Regions from separate parts of the Mus musculus genome. Here region 2 is linked to region 1. The links are chromatin contacts, called in public HiChIP or PLAC-seq maps. All regions are on one chromosome and are shown on one strand. The core of a region is the stretch at or near the end of the contact, and the rest is flanking DNA. Distances in the headings are between cores, read along the strand shown. Region 1 overlaps Hmcn2 (hemicentin 2). Region 2 holds the start of Prdm12 (PR domain containing 12).

Region 1 (4,274 bases), core at 203-2,702:
AAACATGGGTATTCCCTGGGGACACTGTCCACTTTTTAAATATTATTATTGCTATTATTATTATTATTATTATTATTTGGGAGGGGTGTTTGGGTGTCATGGCGCCTCTGCACAGTTCAGAGGACATCTCTTGGGGTGGGTTCTCTCCTCCTACCCTGGGATCTAGAGACCAAACTCAGGCTATGGATGGCAAGCACTTTTCTAATCTTTGAAACAGAGCCTCTCCCAGCCATGGGAGCACTCACTTGACTGGCAAGGATCGACCTGCCTCTGTCTCCTCAGTGCTGGTGTTACAAGCTGGGGCCCCCATGCCAGTACAGGGGTTGCAGGGATCAAGCTTGCATTCGCTAGGCAAGCACATTTCCCAATGATGTCAAGTCCTCAGCTGGTCCCTGTAACATCCCACAGACATAAAATCACCTAGTCCTTTTGCAATGAACATTTCTAAGTTTTCTTTTTTTTTAAAATTTTATTTATTTATTTATTTATTTTACATTTTTTTAAAGTTTTCATTTTTTAAGTAAGCTAATTCATTCACCCACTGGCCAAAGATAAAGGGAGCCCTCTTTAGGCGCCAGCCAGAAGAAACTGTAAAACCAACCTGGGGCTCAAGGCCTCATGTTCTAGTGGCAAGATTCACCAATAACCAAGAAATAGAGTCACTGGTGTGCCTGCCACTTAGACAAGGGCCAAGGGAGAAACAGAAGGGCAGCAGGCACTAGGAAGCAGGGTTCTTGTGCTATCGTTTTGAGGCAGGGCCTCTTGTAGTCCTGGCTAATCTGGAGCTGGCTATCAGCCACGATGACCTTAAACTCTGGACTCTGCTGCCTCTACTTCTCTAGTACTGAGATTAAGGGTGTGTGCCACCATCCCTGGCAATTTTAAATTGTTCTTGAGAATTAATATACAGTGGTTTTGGTACCACCCGTCGGTGTCTATGAAGAACATTTAGTTCTCAGTAATTCTCCCGCATCACTACGGGGACGAAAGACGATTCTGCCTTACTGCTCTGTTTTACACCAAACATCCTAGCCAGGGACAGAGCCTTATGATTCCTAAGGATGTAGGTCTGCTGACCCAGCAGCTCAGATCATAGCAGCACTGGTCCCTCCCAGGCTCCTCCCAGGCCCCTCCTCAGTAAGATAAAATAACTCAGCAAAGACATCAAGTCAGTAAAAAAAAATTTTTTTTATACTATACACATTCCATGTGGTCAGGACAGTGCCAGTCGCTTCCACCCCTACTGGGTCTGTCCTGGACCACTGAGATCTTGCCCAGCTCCCCGCTGAGATCTGAGGAAAGACGGGACTCAGGCCTGACCCATTGGCTTTGCCATCAAAGGGGCAGCGGTCTCTGCCCTGGGGTCAAGGCTCTGCGCACAGCAGTGTTTACCAAAGATCTCACTGACGCACGGGGGCGGGAGAAGAGGATGTTCTCTGTCACTGTAGGTGTCATGGGCAAGGGCCACTCTGTTCCTCTCTGCGAGGTCAGGGTGGATCTGCAGCTCTGGCCTCAGTACGGGTAAGGCGACACTGCGATTAGCAGGATGTAGACGCTCTGGTGGCGGGGTGCCGCTGCGCGCACAGTCAAGCGGTAGAGCCCGGCGCGGGTGAGCGCTCTGCGGGTGTAGACCGCGCCTTGTCCAGCGCGTAGCTGGCGGAGAGCGAAGGGGCTGCGTGGGTCGGGCTCCAGCACGGTGAGCTCCGTGCGGTTGGCAGGGATGCCAGCCTCGGAGAAGGCGGCCAGGCGGGCCACGTCGTGGTGGGCGCGCACGCCGAGGGGCAGCGGCAGCAGGCGGTACTGCAGTGTAGACGGGCCGCTGGCGCTGCAGTCCTGAGAGCAGCGGCGGAAGCAGGTCCTGAGGGTGACACAGACAAGCTCGTTGGGCCGCCATCCGGTGCACCCCCAGCTCATCCCCAAGCTCCCCAAATACCTTGCCTGCATATGCCCCTGTTAGTTCATTTCAGAGATCCACAAACTGAGGCCCAGAGAAGCCAAACAGAGGTTTTCCTCCCCTTTAGCATGTCTTCCCCCCGCCCCCCACCTCTTTTCCTTTCCTTGCCCAAAGCCCAGGGTAGCTCAGCAAACACACAACACGATAAAACTCAGACGCTTAGGTTCACTGAGAGGGGCCTAGAAGTGAGGAGCCTAGGGACTGAGTCATATGTCTGCACTCCCAGGGGCAGGAGAGGTTCAAAGACTCTTGTTCAGCCTTGTCAGAGTCTCCCCCACCGCCTGCTTCACTCCCCTTTGTAAGGTCTGGTCCAGAAGCCTTCCCTAGGTCCTGAGGTCCTGGTGCCTCTTAATGAACATAGTGTGCTGAGTCCTGGAGTTTGTGAGAGTTCCCCAATTCCTATGTTTGGAGGTGCTTTCTGTCTGAGGTTATGTTTGTACAGGGGAGGGGTGTCCCAGAGAGCACACACCATGTAGTGGCATGGAGCCAAGTTTGTCCCTGCTTGGGTACAGGTGTCCCAGGTGTCCCAGCACGTAGCTCTGGCCCAGGATGTCTGGCAGGGCAACTTCCCCTTGCCTTGAGGTGCCTTCCTGAATGTGTGTGTGTGTGTGTGTGTGTGTGTGTGTGTGTGTGTGTGTGGGTGTGTGTGTGTGTGTGTGTGGGTGTCCAGGCATGGGCAAGCTGGAGAAAAAGCCCTGTACTCATGTGCCCGCCCCTGTACCTCCGACAGCTTGGCCCCTCCTTACCCGGGGCTGGAGCCCTGCCGGTAGGTGGTAGGACAGGGCGTGTCTACACACTGGAAGCTGCCTCGGGTGTTGAAGCACATCTGGCCAGGCCCACACTCGATGCCATCTTCCTCACACTCGTTGATGTCTGGGCGGTAGGGTGCGGTAGGAGATGGGAAGATAGAACAGGGGAGAGGGAGACCAGAGGAGGCCGTGTGAAAGAGACCAGCTTTCTGAGGCAGAGCCCCAAGGAGAGACCCTCCCCAACACCTCTCCATCTCCCAGGGGCATGTCTTGGAGGGGATGGCTTGGAGGGACTTCCTCCTATCATGGGTAAGGTTCAGATGGAATAGCCCAGGGACACACAGCAGAACTTGTGTGTCCCTAATCCTGGGAGAGGTGTGGATTGGCTCTGGCTGGCTCACCCTGGCAGTTCTTCCCGCTGGGAAGGAGGCGGTAGCCAGAGGGGCACAGGCAATAGTAGCTACCCTCTGTGTTTTGGCAGGCATGCTGACACAGGCTCCTAACACGGCACTCATCAAGGTCTGGTCCAGGTGGGGACAGAGGGCAGAGAGATGCTGAGTCAGATTGCCGGATGGCCATGTGCTCTGAGACCGGTCAGGGAAGCTCTCTGCTCCAGGCAACCCCTCCCCTGCCTGCTTCACCCAGGCCTGCTGCAGGAGGAGTCTCTGGCTGGTGAAGAGTGGGAGCCATCACCAAGGCAAGAACAGGGGCCACTCTACTGACAGAGTCCATCCCCTCTGCAGCCAGCCCAGCTTCCACAGGGTCCACAGGTTACAGACCTGTACCCTCTGCTCCTACAGTCCCTCTTTATAGCTTTGTGCCTAACTGGAATATTCTTTCACAGCCCCGCAAACTTCCCTCCCTCAAGAGCAGTGTTTCTTAATGGAGTGGGGGGCAGGAGGTTCCTCAGGCATCATTTTAGGAGGGCCTCCTAAAAACATCCCAAAGACAAACGGTTTGAATATCACCCCAGTCTCTCTCTTGGGATCCCCTTTGTCCATCCGCACAGCCACAGTGCTGCCCCTCACTTGCAGAATTTCCCCTGCCTCCACCCCACTTTGCCCGTGAGTGCTGGGTTTCTGAGTTTGCCCAGATCCACGCCCAGCCTAAGAGCCCAGGACCACAGTGTGTGTGCCTAAGGCCTGCCTTACCTGCACACACGCCATCCTGCCTTATGAAGCCAGGTGGGCACCAGGCCCGGCCCACACTATTCAGGGCCCCAGAACCAGGCCGGAGGGAGACCCAGGTGTGGTAGGAACTACTGGGCCTGGGTACCCGAGACCGCAGCCAGGGCCCAAATGGGCTCCGGTGGCTGACAATGGTAATGTTTTGACGGTTCCGTTCCAGGGGGATACAGGTCCTGCCATCCCGTAGGAGAGTCTGGCCTGGTGGGCACAGGCATCGGTAGCTGCCCTGGAGGTTCTGACACTGGTAGACACAGGGTGTGGGCAGCTGTAGGCACTCGTTGATGTCTATAGAGGGAGAGCGGCAGGGTGTGAGGAGGGTAGGTGCTCTGTGGCCTGCAGGTGCTCCAGCTGCCCTTTGGCTTCTTTTTCTTTTTACTTTGAGGC
Region 2 (4,005 bases), core at 1,232-3,731, 180 kb before region 1:
CTCCAGCATCTACAGCTCCTAGGGAGAACTGAAGCTCTGGCAGGGGCCAGACAGAGTTCCTTTCTGCCGCCAGTGGATACAACCCACCTGCCAACTGGAATCCCTTTCCAAAGCTCCCGCCTACCTCCCACATGAGGTTGTTGTTTTTGCAGATATCCACATGCTCTGGGGCAATGACGCGGCCAGTGAAGGGGCCCATCTCCGTGCCTGCCTTGATCCACGTCTTGGAGAAGATGCCAAGGCCCTCGCCTGGGATGGAACTCTGAGCGATAATCACTTCCACCGGCAGCACCAGGCTAGATAGCTTCTGCACCTCTGCGAGGATTAGAGGAAGGCGGTCATATCTGCGCAGAGATGGCCCTGCCCTTCCCATCCCGGATGCGCTCTTGCCCTGCTTCTTGCCCTGCTTCGCGCCTGCGAGCACAAGCAGCCCCAACTCTCTCCAGTGGCAAATCTCTCCAATGGCGCTTTGTAGGCCTACTTGCAGAGGTTCAACCTCATTTTACAACCCAGGACCCTCGGTGCCCTCTAAACGCAAGCGGTGCATGATGGTTCTTTTATTTTTCTTGTGGGCGGAGAGTTACTGGGGATCGAACCTAAACCCTTGCGCATGAAACGCTCCGCCACCGCCGAGCTACATCACCAGCTTTTAGAGCTCATTTAAAAGTCTTTCCACAAATTCTCCAAACATCCACAACCTTCACCGGTCTTCCATCGCGGAAAAACTTAGGAACTACTGAAACCACTTTGTGTTTACAGACAGGGAAACTGAGGCCGGGTCTGGTGAAGAGGTATCGTCCAACCCGGGACACTAAGTCTTGTTCCTAGCTCTTCAGCCGGTGACTCTGAGTTCACTGCGTGTCTCCTGGACTCGATCAGCACTGGGGACAGATCCCTAGTTTGAAAGGTGGCACCCGCGCAAAAGAAACACTTGCTTCTACTCACTAAACTCTGAGGCAACACACACACACACACACACACACACACACACACACACACACACACACCCCTCCCCCGTGATCTTCCCTGGCACGCCAGTATACCTCTCTCCTCCCAAGTTCTAGAGTGCCAGAAAGGGCGGCACCCGGATCAGGCGAGCTCTGAAGTCGTTTTAATGGGCGAGGAAGAACCAGCGGTCCCTAACCCCGAGAGGATCCCCGGTGGGGCCTCTGCGGCAGGGGTGGGAGCGTTGAGGCACACAGGGGCGGCCTCCATGTCTTACAAGGTTCCCCTCTAAGCTACCTGGGAAAATACCCGGCGAGCCGGCCGGCTGAAAGGGGGGGTTAAACGGTGTCCATTGCGGAGCGGCCGGCAATTTGTCACGCTGTTAAAGTGATCGCATTCATTCGGTTCCATTCGAAAGAAATTGCTAATTCTAAATTCATTAGCCCTGGAAGAAAGCTGTAGCAGTAAATTGTATCTCAATGCGGAGGGGACTTGTTTAAAAGGGGCCGAGGAATTCCCCTTACAAAAAGGCAGGATTAGATGGTTGACATAGCGTGAATGGAAGTGGAATTAGTCTTCACGGTAAATTAAGAGAGGAACAGCGATCTTAAAGGGGAAGAGAGGGCGTCGCTCAGAGACGCCAGCGCTGGGGAAAGATATTGTTTGCGGGGTGACGAATGAGGAATAAGAACTTGAGACATCTTAAAGAAAAGAAACTTTCTTCGCTCTCTTTCTCTCCCTCGCTCTCTGCGGCTTTTTCTCTCCGGCCTGCCCGCCCTCCGCCCCTTCCCGGCCCCGGCTGTCTTTTAAAGTTTGTGGTTTAAGTGGGAACTTTCGCGGGTCAAGCCCAAGTTAACCAAATGAATTTAAAACCCCTTCTTTTTGAGTCAACTGCTATTACACGCCCAGTAAGGCTTTTAATGCCAGGAAACCGCCAGCTCCAGGCTGGAGGATGGGGTGGGGAGAGACGACACAGGAGAGCCCGGGCTGACCGAGGTAAGTCGCTCCGGTCGTTGGGATCTGGTCCCTGAGCCTCCTGCATTCCTACATGCCTCTTCTCTGCTTCCATGAGGCCGTTGCAACCCAGGTTGGACCCACGAAAAAACTGAGGTGCGCTGATTAGGGAGAGCGCATCCTGGCTGGGAGCGGCAGCCCCAGCCCCTGTGTTCCCCATCTGGACCCGTGCCGCTAACCTGAGAATTGGGGGTAGCCAGGAAGAGCGAAGGAGTGGAGCCCCGACGGCACACTCACCTCCTGAGAAGGACTGCGCCAGGACCTCGGCCGTGAAGGCCGTTTTTGGGCTGGCGTGGTGGCTCTTGTCTTCCAGCAGCTGTTCGCCTAGCACGTTGCGCCATCGGCCATATAAGAAACTGTGCAGGATGTCGGAGGTGATGACCTCTGCCAGCGCCAACCCCGGAGCCTTCAGCCCTGTTTTGAGCACCAGGGCCTCAGCTGGGAGCACAGAGCCCATCATGGGCGGCGGAGGGCTCGCCGCGGGCGCCGAAGGACGGCTAGGTGGACTCCGGAGAGGTGGGCAACGAAGAGGGGTCAAAGGAATGAAAGGAGAGGAGGGTGACACAACACGAGGGAGGAGGAGGAAGAGGAGCAGGAGGAGGGTGCACTGGGGAGTGCGTGGCAAGAGATGGCTGGGAAGACAGGGAGCCAAACCGGAGATTCACAAAATCTGCAGAGATGGCAGAGGCAGCACGGAGGGCTGGAAGTCCGCGGGTGGAGACAAGGGTGGATACCAGGAGGGGTGCGGGAAGGGTGGGCGGCGGGTGGCTGTAGAGAGACAACGACCAAGGACTCTCGGTTTCCCACTAGCCTTCTATACACCCAGCCAGGACCGTCCTCCCCTTAGCAAAATCTCAGCTCTTTTATAGGAGCTGCAGTGACCCTCCTAATTGGTTATTAATGACCCCCTGACGTCGAAGGACAGACTTGTACCCGGCCAGGCTCGAAGGAGCCTTCACCGACAGCGCGAGGGGCGGGGGCAGCGTGCGGACCGCTCAGAATAGTCTCCCTCTGCTCCTCCCTCCCCCCAGCCTTCCTCCTCCTCCCCCTCCTCCTCTTCTCCCCGTGGGAAGCTCCAGGCAGGGAGGGAGGCTCAACTCGCGGCCCGGAGCGAGGAAGGGGGGTGGGGGGGGACGGGTGTTGAAGTAGGGGATGCTGCGCAGCGAGGCTTGCCTTTACTCCCGGGACTAGACTGAGAAAGAGGGGGCGTATGGCTGCAAACCCCGCGGGTCCCCATGCTCACCCGGGCTAAGCAAGATCCTTGATCACTGTGGATCCCAAGCTAGGCCTTCACCTTCCTAGCTCTGCGGGCCACTCCCAGAGCTGCCGGTGCTTTGCCTATCTCCTTAACCAAGCCCAGTACTCTGTCCGATCCCCACCTCTCCTTCGTCCCACACCCTCTGCTCTTTAGAGGCTTCACTCCTTAAGCTGCGGTGGCAACCCGGACAGCTTGGGAGATGCAGATCTCTTGCGCTGGCAGCGCTACCCAAGCGGGCGCTTCGTCCTAAACGGGCTCCCCAAGAGCTCTGCTCGCTGCGCACAGCCAGTGTAAAACTTCCGTCACCAGCACAGAGGGCTGCTGAGGAGTCGCCGTCGGGGCTGGATCTCACCTACCATAGAAAGGTTACCAGCCCTAGGAGTACTAAGTTGGGGTGGGGAGTATTGAAAGGTCATCAGATACTCACATCTGTGGAATACCCTAGAGCAATGCAAGATGGGAATTGCAGACACCCAAAATGCCTCTGAAATTGCGGACGGCCCAGGGCAAAGCCATCTGCTGGGCCCTGCTTTGGAATCAGTCTACTGGGATTTCAACCTAGGAAGCCACCAGACGTTCCTCTTTCTTTTTGGTCTCTTAATGATGATTCTTTCTTTCCTGGCTCCTTTCTCTTCCTTCCTTCCCCCTTCCCGCTCTCCCCCTCCTCCAGTGGATTCTGTATAGTCTTTCCAAGGTACCTGGGAGCCAGCTCCACACCTCTTCAGAAACAGTTGCTAAGTCGGGAAGATCACGGCTTCCTGTGTGCACCGAAGTCTCCTGGATAGCCT

The links. HiChIP or PLAC-seq counts read pairs in DNA pulled down with a chosen protein or histone mark.
Region 2: an H3K4me3 HiChIP or PLAC-seq map of embryonic basal ganglia shows a contact between it and region 1, with 2.9 times the contacts expected there. The contact joins the promoter of Prdm12 here to the enhancer-like site in region 1. A contact is called at or near these places in 1 of 39 promoter capture datasets (hematopoietic stem and progenitor cells), 13 of 115 datasets of contacts at active chromatin or transcription factors (embryonic basal ganglia, embryonic forebrain, embryonic hindbrain and 8 more) and 3 of 9 other capture datasets (adipose tissue, liver and pancreatic islet).

Annotation. Positions count from the first base shown.
Region 1 is chr2:31,457,634-31,461,907 of GRCm38.p6, reverse strand. It overlaps Hmcn2 (hemicentin 2), which reads right to left. Exons shown (of 98, transcript NM_001370902.1): 95 at 3,855-4,175; 96 at 3,105-3,224; 97 at 2,701-2,827; 98 at 1,170-1,858. The coding sequence ends at 1,513. Among named protein-coding and RNA genes, the nearest start is that of Ass1, 10 kb to the left of the region's middle. Within about 2 kb of position 1,452, at least 137 of the 459 cell types and tissues checked have an H3K27ac peak or open chromatin away from gene starts, as enhancers often do. A contact at or near this core is called in embryonic basal ganglia, fetal liver and liver, where this site is marked.
Region 2 is chr2:31,638,513-31,642,517 of GRCm38.p6, reverse strand. Prdm12 (PR domain containing 12) reads right to left here and starts at 2,481. Exons shown (of 5, transcript NM_001123362.1): 1 at 2,197-2,481; 2 at 125-315. The coding sequence starts at 2,419.